Linked DNA regions of Sus scrofa: region 1 is linked to region 2. The links are chromatin contacts, called in public Hi-C maps. All regions are on one chromosome and are shown on one strand. Each heading gives the region's core, a stretch centred on a gene start, on an enhancer-like site or on the middle of the called end of the contact. The rest is flanking DNA. Distances are from core to core; before and after follow the strand shown. Region 1 holds the start of METTL4 (methyltransferase-like protein 4). Region 2 holds the start of MRLC2 (myosin regulatory light chain 12B).

Region 1 (6,142 bases), core at 3,305-5,804, 650 kb after region 2:
CTCTGGAGTTGGGCATTTCTTAGAAAAATAACTTTACTGAGGAACAATTTGCTTAGAATAAAGTGTACTGGTTTAAAGTGTACAGTTTGATGAGATCTGACAATGTATACATCTGTGTAATGTCCATCACGATCAAGATATGAAACATTTCTATCTCCCACAAGTCTTATACCCTTTAACTGTCAATCTTTACCGAACATCCAGCCCAGGCAGCCCCTGATCTACTCTAGACAGTGGTTCTCAAAGTGTCATGTTGGGAATCCGCGAAGTCAAAAGAAAATTGAGATATTATTTGTCCCTTTCATTCTCATTCACAGTGGAGTTTTCTAGAAGCTGACTACATGATGTAAGATATTGTAATAGACTGAGTGCAGTAGTAGATATGAGAATCTATTTACCTTCTATTAAGCCAGACATTAAAGAGATTTGCAAAAGTGTAAAACAATGTCACTTTTCTTAATGAAATAGTTTTTTTGGAAATTCTGTTAAAAAATTAAAGCACATTATTTATGTTAACATGTAATGGGTTATTGTTATTTTAAATTGAATTATTACATAATAAAATTTTTTGTTTCAATTTCTAATATGGTTAATATTAATAGATATAGTTTACAAAATAAAAGCTCTCTGGATTCTTTAATATTTAAGAGTATAAAAAAGTCAGTAACTAAAATGTTGGACTAGATGATGGTTCCTAATTTTAAATGCTATGATTCCATAGTATCTGAAAGCTACATAGAGAATTTTCAATCAAACATTCACTTGAAACAACGAAACAGTGGTCTGAATATGCTGATATATCTCTTAGCATCATCTAAAGCAAATATAACCATTTTAACCAGAGGAAAACTAGATTATAACTTTCTCTTGAAAGGGATCATGGCATATAATTTTTTGTACTTTGACAGCATCTAGCCCAAAGCATAGCTATAAGAATCCCTTCATTAGAATAAAAAAATCATTACCTTTTGCCAAATACAGAGAGTTTTCTTTCAGATGCAGGTTTGTTTATATTGAATTTTCCAAAGGTTGATTTCTCTTTGCTTTAAGAATAAGAAAAAAACAAACTCTTAAAATAAATGTAAAAATATTAGTTCAAGAAACTTTTGGAACTACATTGGAACAAACCCTTCTTCCCCATCACCATAAGAATAATTCAAAATCATGAAAATTTTTACCATCAACCATAGCTGTTATAAGTAGGATAGGCTTAAGCTTGGTATATATTTTAACATTAAAATGCTAAGAAGAAAGTAGAAGAAACCCCATATCGACATTGTAACTTTAATTCTCTTAAAATATGTACATTTATGGATGACTTCAAAGGAAAAGAAATTTAAAATAGGAATTTTCAATCATAAACTGATGGCCACATTTGAAATTATTTCTTTTGAGGCTCACTTTTAGTTAGAATACAATTACACATAAGAATAAACATTGTGTCATTTACATTCCCAAAACATTGACAAAGGCAGTCTTTTTTTCTTTTTCTTTTCTTGTCTTTTTAGGGGTGCATCTGTGGCATATGGGAGTTCCCAGGCTAGGGGTTGAATCAGAGCTACAGCTGCTGGCCTACACCACTGACACAGTAATGTAGGATCCAAGCCTTCAAGCCACATCTGCGACCTACACTGCAACTGCCAGCAATGCCAGATCCTTAACCCACTGAACGAGGCCAGGGATCGAACCTGCATCCTCATGAATACTAATAGGGTTCCTTATCACTGAGCCATAACGAGAACTCCAAAAAAGGCAGTTTTTAGCTTCTAATACAATCTATGGCAAAAATCTTTTGGTGTAGTAATATGGAACAGTTCAAAAACTTCTGATTTCAGAAAATAAAAATGTATTAATATTTCAAATTTCTAAAAGTAGAAAGGCTTCTACCATGTAAACCTAAGTAATTTAAGAAGAGTTAGCAAGTAACTTGTACTTTAGTAAGGACAAGGATTCATACAACTCACTTGGGTTAGATTGTAAGAAAATCACTCATAGGCAATAATTAGTTTATGACAGCAAGTTCTTTTTTTTCCCCTCATTTTATTTTTAATTTTTAAAAGTATAAAAAAATGAAGGATAGTTGATTTACAACATTTCAGGTATACAGCAAAGTGATTCATATATATACACGAATATAATCATACACACACACACTTCTTCAGATTCTTTCCCATCATAGATTATTACAAGATATTGGATATAGTGAAAGCAAATTCTTCTGTGTTCTTTTCTGGGGGGAGGGCGGGGCGGGGGGGACGACACCTGTGGCATATGGAAGTTCCCGGGCTAGGGGTCAAATGGGAGCTGCAGCTGCTGGCCTACACCACAGCCACAGCAACGCAGGATCTGGGCTGCATCTGTAACCTACACCACAGCTTAGGGCAACACCAGATCCTTAACCCACTGGGTAGGCCAGGGATTGAACTGCATCCCCATGGATACTAGCTGGGTTCTTAACCTGTTGAGCCACAACGGGAACTCTGGACACCAGTTTTTCCTAGTGAATCTTGACAAAATAGTTTGGAGAAGTGGTGTTCTGTAGGTTGCTGCTAAACTGCAGTTAATTATCAGAGCAGATAATACCTTTGATTGAGAACTCTGCTAGTAGGATCCATCTCAGTAATTTGAAAATTATAGCACAGAACCTACTCAACCAAGCAGCTCAAGAGTAAAGGAGGAAAATAAGAATGAAAGAGCATTGAAGGGGAATTAGCAGTCCTTCAGGGATTGCCTAGCAAAGGACATGGATTTGGAGATTTAAGTAACAAATGAGGAAAAAATACAACATCTAGTAACATGCCCACTTTTAGCCTTCAGGGACTCCAAATTAGGTCCTACTGAGAACAGACAAGATCCATCACACCACTCATACTACGTCTTTGTATTAACCATCTTTACAAATTTCTTTGCCAAAGACAATAAGGCATGAGGTACTCACGTTTGAGGGGTATGGAGGCCTTGTTTGTTTAAGTCCTGGGATCTTAATTCCTGCATAGAGAGGCGTCCAGCACCACCGGTGGAAACTGAACTTCGTTTCATGCTTATAACCTGCATTCATGAATTTGGTATTAAAAAGGTCTTTCCAGACATAGGTGGTATGTTAAGCACCAACAATTATTTGTATCCTCAAAGAGAAAGGCAGCCAAGTGTCATCATTTCTTCAAGATAATCTTTCCTGGGCTATCTTTACTTGTTCGTGTAAGGTGAAGTCCTCATTTGCAGGGAATATCTATCTAACTCCATTTAAAAGTATTCAACACACATAAACACTTACTGCCTACCATGTACCAGGAAGCATGCAAAGCAATGCAAACAATACAAAGGTTAGTTATGACTCCTACCTTCACAAGGGTATTTATGGTAGTTAAAACTCTGCATCCTAACTCAGACCACATCACTACTGTTGGCTGTGCCTCTCAGTGGGGAGTTAGAGGCTACCTGAAAAGAACTACCTGTTTCCTTTTCTTCTGTCTCAGAATAGAGCCATTCTGTTTGCTTTTCCTAACATCCATCTCTCTTGCTCTGTCTCCCACTTATATTCTTCAATTTCTGCCTCTCTTGCTTCAATCTCCCTTCATCAAGGATAAATTATCTGGTCTACAGACTGCTTCCATTTTCTGAGACCACAGTCGTACCTCACCCCCTTCCCAGTTACTGAAACGGTTGCCTCCTGCCTGGGATACTCTTGATTAACAAATCTTTTGATCCTAACTTAGCTCTGAGGCATTAGACACTATACACCGAGTTCTTCCAGATCCTTCCCTGGTTTCCAGGAAAGTGGACATTTGTGGTAATCCTTCTACATCTCTGGGCTCACCTTTGTCTTTTCAACTGACTGCACTCTTTTCCTCTTTGGCCAACTATTTCGTCTCCAGTATACGCTTCTGCATCTATTAAACTTTTCCACTCTCATCTATATCTTTAGGTCCACTACCAATCTCCAGTTAAAATGTACTCTTAAAATCTGAGACTGAGACTTCCAGATGTATTCCTTACATGGCCACCAGGATGTTACACTAGTATCTCAAACGCAACACACCAAACAGTCCCTCATCTTGTTCTTCCTCTCTCTGCTTCCATCAGTTAATCCCCTTTTCCTTTCTCCATTCCCTCTTCTTACCACTAGTGTCCCCTTGACCCTTCCTTTCTCCTTTAGGAAATCACCGCCATTAGAAATTTACTGGACTCCGGGAAACTAGCGCCTGGCATAGATTCGGCCGGAGGCGAGTTAGGAGAGCAAACACCAGAACGCCGTCCTCCAGGCCTCCGAATTTAACGGGTTGTTGCCCTAGCGTTCCCCCTCCAGACCAGAACTGCCGGAACGAAATTAACCTGAAGTCATTAGTCACCTTTCTTCCAGCTTCCTGACACGACCCGGCAGCCGAATCTCTGTAAACCGTGCAATTGCCAGCTAAAACGGACAGTGGCAGCCAAAACACTAACTCCTTTCTGCTCCCGCCCGTGCCGTTCGAATTTTAAAATCTCCGCCGGCGCTGACGTCATCGCGCTGACGTGCGCGCGCGTGCGCAAATCCCGCGCGCCGGAACTTTGCGTGACGGTGGCGCCCTGCCGCCTCACGGGGCGCACTGGCGTCTAATGTCTCTGAAGTGTCTTCTATGGAGTTTGGCCCGATTCCTGTATTTAGCTCCAAGGACCCAGGCGCTCTAAGCCCTTGGGTAGCGAGCTTAGCGCTCCAAGCAGCCCTGGAACGCTTTTTCCGTACAGCAGCAGGGCCGCTCCTGCTGACTCTTAGAAAAGGAGATTTTTTTTTTTTTTTTTTTTTTTGCTTATGCTCTGAAAGGAGTGTCTTTCAAGACCACTGTTTAGCTGGGTGCTGTTTCAGGAAGGAAGTCTGGGAAGGCGGCGTGCACTGTTCTGACGAGGGAGGCGGTGAGGTAGGAGACAGTGACGGCCTGCTGTGGGAGCAGTCGGCTCCGAGGGTCGCGCTATGGAGGCGGCCACCAGGGTTCACGCTCAGAGCTGCACTGCTGTCTGGGGCTCTACGGCCCTCTAGTGGCGGCCTGCGAGGAGGTGGAGGGACCCGGTGTGAGGCCAAATAGGAGGGAGAAGTGCACTTAATTTGGGGCACGTCACCTTTCCTGGCCGAGTTTCAGTCTTCTGTCGACGTTCTAGCTATCACTACAATTTCAGGACCTCTTCACCCCAAGTAATGACTCGGAAGGGAGGATTGAGAACAGAATTACCATCATCCGTAGCATTTATTTGAGCACTTGCTTTGTGTCAGACACCTTGCACAACAAACACTTCTTGTCGATTATCTCATTTAATTCTCTGAACTGCCCTCTGAGATGTCCTAAAAATGATGAAATTAAGGCTCACTGAGATCAAGTAACTTGTCCGTGGTCGTACTGCTAATATACGGAGTTAGATTTTAAATCTAAATGCTACTGTTATTAACTACTGTTAATCACTTGATGTATTTCTTATTCTCTTCTCCTCTTAAGTTTTCCACTACACCAGATTTAATAAGCAATCCAGAACTAAAAGCCTTCTTTTAGAGAAAAGATAAGGTAGTTCTTTATTTAAAAAACAGACTCACAGACTTAGAAAACAATTTTATGGTTATCAGAGGGGGATGGGGGAAGGAGACAAACTAGTAGTTTGGGATTAACAAATACACAGTAGTATGTATTAAGTAGACTTAACAAGGACCTACTGTATTGCACAGGGAACTATAGTACATGTCTTGTAATAACCTATAATGGAAAGGAACCTGAAAAAGAGTCACTTTGCAGTACACCTGAAGCTAACACAGCATTGTAAATTAACTATACTTCAACTTTAAAAACTGTTAAAAAAAAAAGATAAGGAAGTTTTGAAAAGCCTTATTGCCGGAAGAGAACTGCTCAGAACCAGTTACAGATCTGGACTCTTAACCTTGCCATTTTGCTAGGGGTTAGTGCTTCTGATGTGCTATTAAAAATTGCATTTTTGGAGTTTCCGTCGTGGCTCAGTGGAAATGAATCCGACTAGGTGCCATGAGGTTGCGGATTTGATCCCTGGACTTGCTCAGTGGGTTAAGGATCTGGTGTTGCTGGAAGCTGTGGTGTAGGTTGCAGACAAAACTCGGATCTGGCTTTGCTGTGGCGTAGGGCAGCAGCTACAGCTCCGATATGACCCC
Region 2 (6,339 bases), core at 1,942-4,441:
TATCTCACTGAATTTACTAGTGGTTCATTCTTTTTTTTTTTTTTTTACTGCCCCATATTTCATTCCTATGCTATTTACATATACACTTTTATGGCATTTCTACCTTGGATTGCAGAGTCAAGTAGATAGAGTGTCTCACACATGGCTGGTGCTAAATACTAGTTAAATGAACAGATATATATGCTTCTCTGGGTCACAAACAGAATTATGTATACACATGATCTCTCTAAGGTAGGTCCTGGATCCGATTCTCAAAAAATGGCTGTTCTATGGTCTACCCTTGGTTCAACATAAACTCCACTGCACTCTTCCCTGCAAAGGTTCCTGGTTTTGTCTGTTTGTTTGGCTGCACCCATGGCATGCAGAAGTTCCCAGGCCAGGCTCAAACCCTGGCCACAGCAGTGATCTGAACCACAGCAGTAACAATGCCAGATCCTTAACCTGCTGAGCTACCAGGGAACACCCTCCCACCCCAATTCTTAACAGAACTTACCAGTCACTCTTTGTTTATACCTAGAACAAAGAGTACTAATAAGCCAATAACTGAGTGCTAAATATGTGCTAGGCACTGATCTAAGCATTTCATGTGTATTGACGTAGGTAATCCTCACAACAACTTTCGACAGATACTGTTATTATCCCTGTTTCTCAGATGAGAAAATTAGTGCAAAGAGGATAATTCACCTGCAGGTGCACAGCTAGAAAATGGTAGATGCACAGATGCAGGACCAAAAGTCTAGATCCATAGTTTGTCCACTAGCTGCTAACATCCCGCATGGAGGCAGCTGAAATTCTTCACCAGGTAGAAAATGTGGATAGCTGGTTGGGGATGACAAAGAAGCCACAACAGCTAAAGTGCAGAACGAGGCAGGAAGATCCTAAAATTGCTGGCAAGGAATATCATCCCTAGACATATGCTGTCTTTGAATCCTGAAGAGGACAACAAGCTCCATTTAGGGGCTCCCAGTCCTTTCATTTTGGGGGGGGGGGTGGCCACACGTGCGGCATATGGAGGTTCTCAGGCGAGGGGTCAAATCCCAGTTCCAGGTGCCAGCCTACACCACAGCCACAGCAACACTGGATCCTTAACCCACTGAGCAAGGCCAGGGATAGAACGTGCATCCTCATGGATGCTAGTCATATTTGTTAACCACTTAGCCACGATGGAACTCCCCCTTTCATGTCTTCTAACCCCAGCAACCCTCACTTGGGGACCTGTCCTTCAGATATTGCAATTTATCTGGTCCAAACTCAGTCCCGTGAAAGCATAAGTAATATCGATTGAAACAGTCCTCACAGAAGTTGCCTCATTCAACAGTGCCTGAACCAACAAGAAGCTGTGCACTTAGCTATGAGCCCCAGGAGGGTCCCCCTAATGCTTAGAGAAAATGGGTGGCACCATGGGAACCCCCTCCAAGTGAGTGACCTTGGGCAAATTATCTCACCTCGCTGGGCTTCACTCTCCTCAATTATAAAACAAAAGATAACCTTTACGGTTCTTTTGATTTCCAAAATGCTATGATTTTTTCTTACCAAAGGCCCATTACAGATCCATCTTAAAGGCTGCCAAACTAATCCTCTCAACACGCCTTTCTTCCTATTACTCCATTAGTGAAGAATCTAAAACGACTACCTAACGACTCTTTTATTTCCCATCAAGTTTGCAAAACATCCGTGAAAACGTCCCACTTTCCTACATATTTCCAACCATTATTCATTAACATACTGTTCGTTCAGGCTGGTCTCCCCACCGTCTCCTTCCCCACGACACAAGTCCCACCTTTTGAGCTTTCGGTCTTGTTACCTCCTACCACAGAGTTCTCCCTCTTAGGGCTAAGCCCAAGGCCTCCAATGAGGTCATGACTCTTTTTCTATCTGTTGTCTTCCGCCGTCAGCACAGACGAACTAAATCTTTACAAGATGCTGCAAAGAATCCTGAGTCCTACAGAAATCTTTACATTTGGCCTATACCAACTCCGCACTCCCCGGCAGGAACCGTGCACCAGCAGACCCCTGCGCCCCGCAAAGCACCGGGCACTGTGTGAGGCACCGAGTAGGCGCTCGACAGCTGGCCCAACCAACCCGGCCCAGGCAGATGGGGAGCGGGCCGTAGGCGGGCGGGGCACCAGGTGTGTGAAGCCGTCCCGCTGACGCAGCGCCTGGGACCCACCGCCTCAGCCAACAGGGCGGATCCCGGCCCCGGCTCCATTCGCCCGAGCCTCCCGACCCCTCGTAGTCCACGTTCTGTCCGGCATCTGACGGTCTCCTCGCCCACCTCTCTGCCGCACCGGACGGGTCCCGCAACCCCCGCCCGCCCGCCCAGGCGTTCGGGGCGGGGTCGGGCGGCGGGAAGAGAGGGGGATAAGGGCGGCCCTGGGGTGTCGCGCGAGGGAGCGAGCGCCACTCACCGCGGCCAAATACCAGAACCAGAACCCGGACTTCCTGAGCGAAACGAGCGGAGGCTACGAGTGCGGAGCTGCGGGAGGAACTGCGGGAGCAACAGCGGCGACGCCGGCACTTCCTGCCTCGGGAGGCGAACCGGAAGGCGCACCGGAAGGCGCGGCGGGATCCAACTCTGCCAGGGGGGGGAATGCCTCACAGTTCTCGCGCGGGAGGGGATCGCGTCTGCCTTGTCCGCCGGGGATCGGGCTGGGGCCGCCGGCCCCGGGCTGGGTTTCAGTTGGGTCCCACCGCCCGCGCGGTATGAAGCGGGTGCGGCGCGGTTGGGACCCTGCAGCCCGTCCTCCTCCCCCGCCGTCCGCGGCGGGTCCCACGGCCCTTCCGCATTCCCGGGCGGCCGGCGCGAGGCGGGCCTGGAATTTGACCCCGCGGGCGGGCGGGAGCCCTAGAGGTTTGGGGGTCGCCGGGCGCCGCTCCCCAGGGCTGCCAGAGTTAGGAAGTGAAAGTACAGCTCGCCTGGTTACATTTTATGAACTTCAGATAAAATGAGCAATTTTCTGTGCTTCGCTCCACATTAAGAGTGGGGAAGGGAAGAGGGCGGCGGCTGGGCGGACCCTTCCTGCTGCTAAACACTTTCTTTTCAAAACTGCACTCAGACCAAGTTATATCATTTGCCCCTACCCCTCCTCTCTCACCCTCAGATTATAACATTTACGGCCTTTCCAGGCCAAGCCCTTTCAGTCACAGGAAAGCTTTAATGAAATTACTGGCTTTCCTTTGGTTCATTAAAGACAGTACAAACTTAGGCACACACATAACTAGCGCGCGCACGTTATGTAATGCTTTTTGTCAAAGCAAAGGAAACCAAGAAGCTACATTATTGAAGTTTTGTTCTCGATATTGTTTGTGGCAATAATCTTCCAGTTCCCTCGTCTGGGAATAATACAGATGAATGGTAGTATTTCTGGATAATGGAGGATAGTCAACTTATTAGCAAACCTTTGTTGAGCACTTGTGATTACCTGAACGTGTGCTGGATGCTGGCGAGATGAACAACTAAATTTAGTTTTATATTCTAGAAAATTTTGAAGGGGAATTTAGAAATCTTTGATCAGGAATTCCCAGATGGTAGGAACCAGGTGTTCAAGTTCTCCATAGCAATAGCTCTTAAACAGTGGCACCAAGAAGAAAAAACTGGCGGCTTCGGAAAAGACCTAACCCTAGGTATTCTGACTCAGTAGGTTGAGCATGGGGTTGAGGGTGGGGCAATAATCACACAGGTGATGTTGATACTGTGGTCCTCATCCAGGTAGCACTGCAGCAAGGTCCTTAACTGAAGACATTTTCTCAGTTTCAAGTTAAAGTTTGAAACCAATTGCTGAGAAGTCACGTCTGGTTCTAAAATATTTACTTTCCTTTAGCAGCAGTCTGCCCTTTGGTCCGATAGTTAAAAATTTATTCCACTCACCATAACATTTTGGCTTCAGAGGTCTTTTCTTTGTCACAGAGCTCTTCCAAGTATGGTCTGTACCATCCCGTAAGCCCTCACCCTGGCCACCTTAAGATCACAGCTGAGACACTCTTGACTATATACTCTGACCTCCATATTTGTTTCTAGAACAGTGCTTTCCAACTAACACATGTAACTATTGAAATGTAAATTAAAATTCAGTTATATTAGACCCATTTTAAGTGCTCAGTAGTCACAGTGACTAATGTTCATGCTGGACAGCACAGAGAGCATTTCCATCATCATAGAAAGGGCTACTAGATAGCACTCTTCTAAAAAAAATTATTCTAGGGCATATTTTCTCTAGATTCAAAGCAAAAACTAGTATTTATTAATGAAAAGCCAAATATCTAAATATCTAGTGCTTGGGAAATGGTTAATTATGGCATAGCCTTGTCGAAGGTAATTGCTAACTGTAGCCATTAAAAAGAATGGTTAAAAAAAGGTAATATACTTAAAGTTCAAAACAAAAAATGGCAGCTATGCCAAAACATGACAAATAATTTATCTTAAACTAAAAAACAAGTTGTATGGGAGTTCCCATTGTGGCACAGTGGTTAACGAATCCGACTAGGAACCATGAGGTTGCAGGTTCGATCCCTGGCCTTGCTCAGTGGGTTAATGATCCGGCGTTGCTGTGAGCTGCGGTATAGGTCGCAGATTCGGCTTGGATCCCACGTTGCTGTGGCTCTGGTGTAGGCCGGTAGCTACGGCTCTGATTAGACCCCTAGCCTGGGAACCTCCATATGCCGCGGGAGCGGCCCAAGAAATGGCAAAAAGACAAAAAAAAAAAAAAAAAAAAAAAAGTTGTATGTTCACTACAACCAGAACATATACGTAGATAAGGAGTTCCCGTTGCGGCTCAGCATTAACAAACCCAACTAGTATCCAGGAGGCCCACTGGCCCCGCTCAGTGCGTTTAAGGATCCAGCATTGCCCTGAGCTGTGGTGTAGGTGGCAGACGTGGCTTGGATCCTGTGTTGCTGTGGATGTGGCGTTGCTGTGGCTATGCAGGCGGGCAGTTGGAGCTGGGATTTGACCCTAGCCTGGGAACCTCCTTAGGGCATGGGTGTGGCCCTAAATTAAAAATGAATGTATGTAGATAAATACAGAAGTTATGATACCACCTATTTGAGCAGAAATCTAGGATTAAGAGGATACAGAGATTTGGGAAAACTGGCAATTTCTTCAATACGGGATTAGCTCCAGCATTGCTTTTCAAGACAGCAAATATAAAAAACAGGGTTTCAGGGAAATCAAGAAATTGTACAATTGAGGACCCAGAAAGAGAAACAATTCTGGCATTATGGGACCTCCTCAGGGAATCTAAAATAAATGATTTGAGGATCTACTGGCTACCACACAAGTTGTCAGGCATTTTTATGTATGTTCTCATTAAATCCTCATAACGACCCTTTAATAATAAAAATTCCGTTTAAGATAATTTACTATCAAACCACTGTGGACCTTTCTCGTTACTAAGCTCATCTTAATCACCACTGCAATTAAACTCATAACACCTACCCTTTCCCATTTTTAGAAGAAACAATATCCAAATATCCATTTTTATTTTTCTAAGAATAATCCTACAACAAATGATCTAAATTCTCTCTTCCTATCTGCTGGACATCATTCATTTGGTTTTACTCATTTGCTTCTTGTTTCCTTCCTCCATCTACAGACAGGCTTGAATCTCTAAAGAAATGCCCTTTGGTTCTGTCTGCTTTCTCTTCAAGCCTCGTCTCACTGCCAAACAGGCCCTGCTGGTTAGCAGAATAAGAATAACCATTATTTGAATGCCAGATCATTTATCTTTAGTGTTTCTATTTCCACAACAAACTTGGATGGTATTGTCCCTGTTAAACAGGTGAGGAAACTGACACTTAGGGGTGATCTGCCCAAGGACACAAAGCTCATCAGAATTTACTCAACCAAGTCTGGCTCTAAAGCCATACTACTCCTAATCAAAAAATGCTGCTTTATACATTAATTGATTATGTTCCTATTATGAACCAAGAACATTACTTCCATTTTATAAATGAATAGAGGTTGAGTGAAGTTAAACGATTTCCTTAAGTTTATAAAGCCATGATATAGCAAGAACAAGATTAAACTGCAGCTGGCCTGACCTCCAAACCTAGGCATTGTCCCCATTTCCCGCTATAATTATGGATTCTGCACTCAGAACTACCTAACAGCTCTAGCAGAAGTGACCAACGGCTTGCTGAATCCAGTGGCCTCATGTAAATCCTACTATACTTGATTTTTCTGTGATTTTAATACTGTTGGACCAACCTCTTCACTCTTGAAATTATCCCCTTGCTTTTCAATAACACTGTGTTTGTGGCTCTATGTACTGTCTAAGCCCTTTTACTGTCTTTTACCTGATCCTTCTTAAAACCTGCCAGAACATCTCCAAGTCTAGTAGC

The links. Hi-C and Micro-C count contacts between places; a contact is called where the count stands out from the background.
Region 1: a Hi-C map of alveolar macrophages shows a contact between it and region 2, with 3 times the contacts expected there. The contact joins the promoter of METTL4 here to the promoter of MRLC2 in region 2. A contact is called at or near these places in 1 of 5 promoter capture datasets (fetal liver), 2 of 47 Hi-C or Micro-C datasets (alveolar macrophages and liver) and 1 of 2 datasets of contacts at active chromatin or transcription factors (alveolar macrophages).

The regions. Positions count from the first base shown.
Region 1 is chr6:104,051,277-104,057,418 of Sscrofa11.1, forward strand. METTL4 (methyltransferase-like protein 4) reads left to right here and starts at 4,555. Exons shown (of 11, transcript XR_002345043.1): 1 at 4,555-4,895. NDC80 (kinetochore protein NDC80 homolog) reads right to left here and starts at 4,509. Exons shown (of 17, transcript XM_013999249.2): 1 at 4,350-4,509; 2 at 2,939-3,048; 3 at 966-1,043. The coding sequence starts at 3,039.
Region 2 is chr6:103,405,886-103,412,224 of Sscrofa11.1, forward strand. MRLC2 (myosin regulatory light chain 12B) reads right to left here and starts at 3,192. Exons shown (of 4, transcript XM_003127841.4): 1 at 2,409-3,192.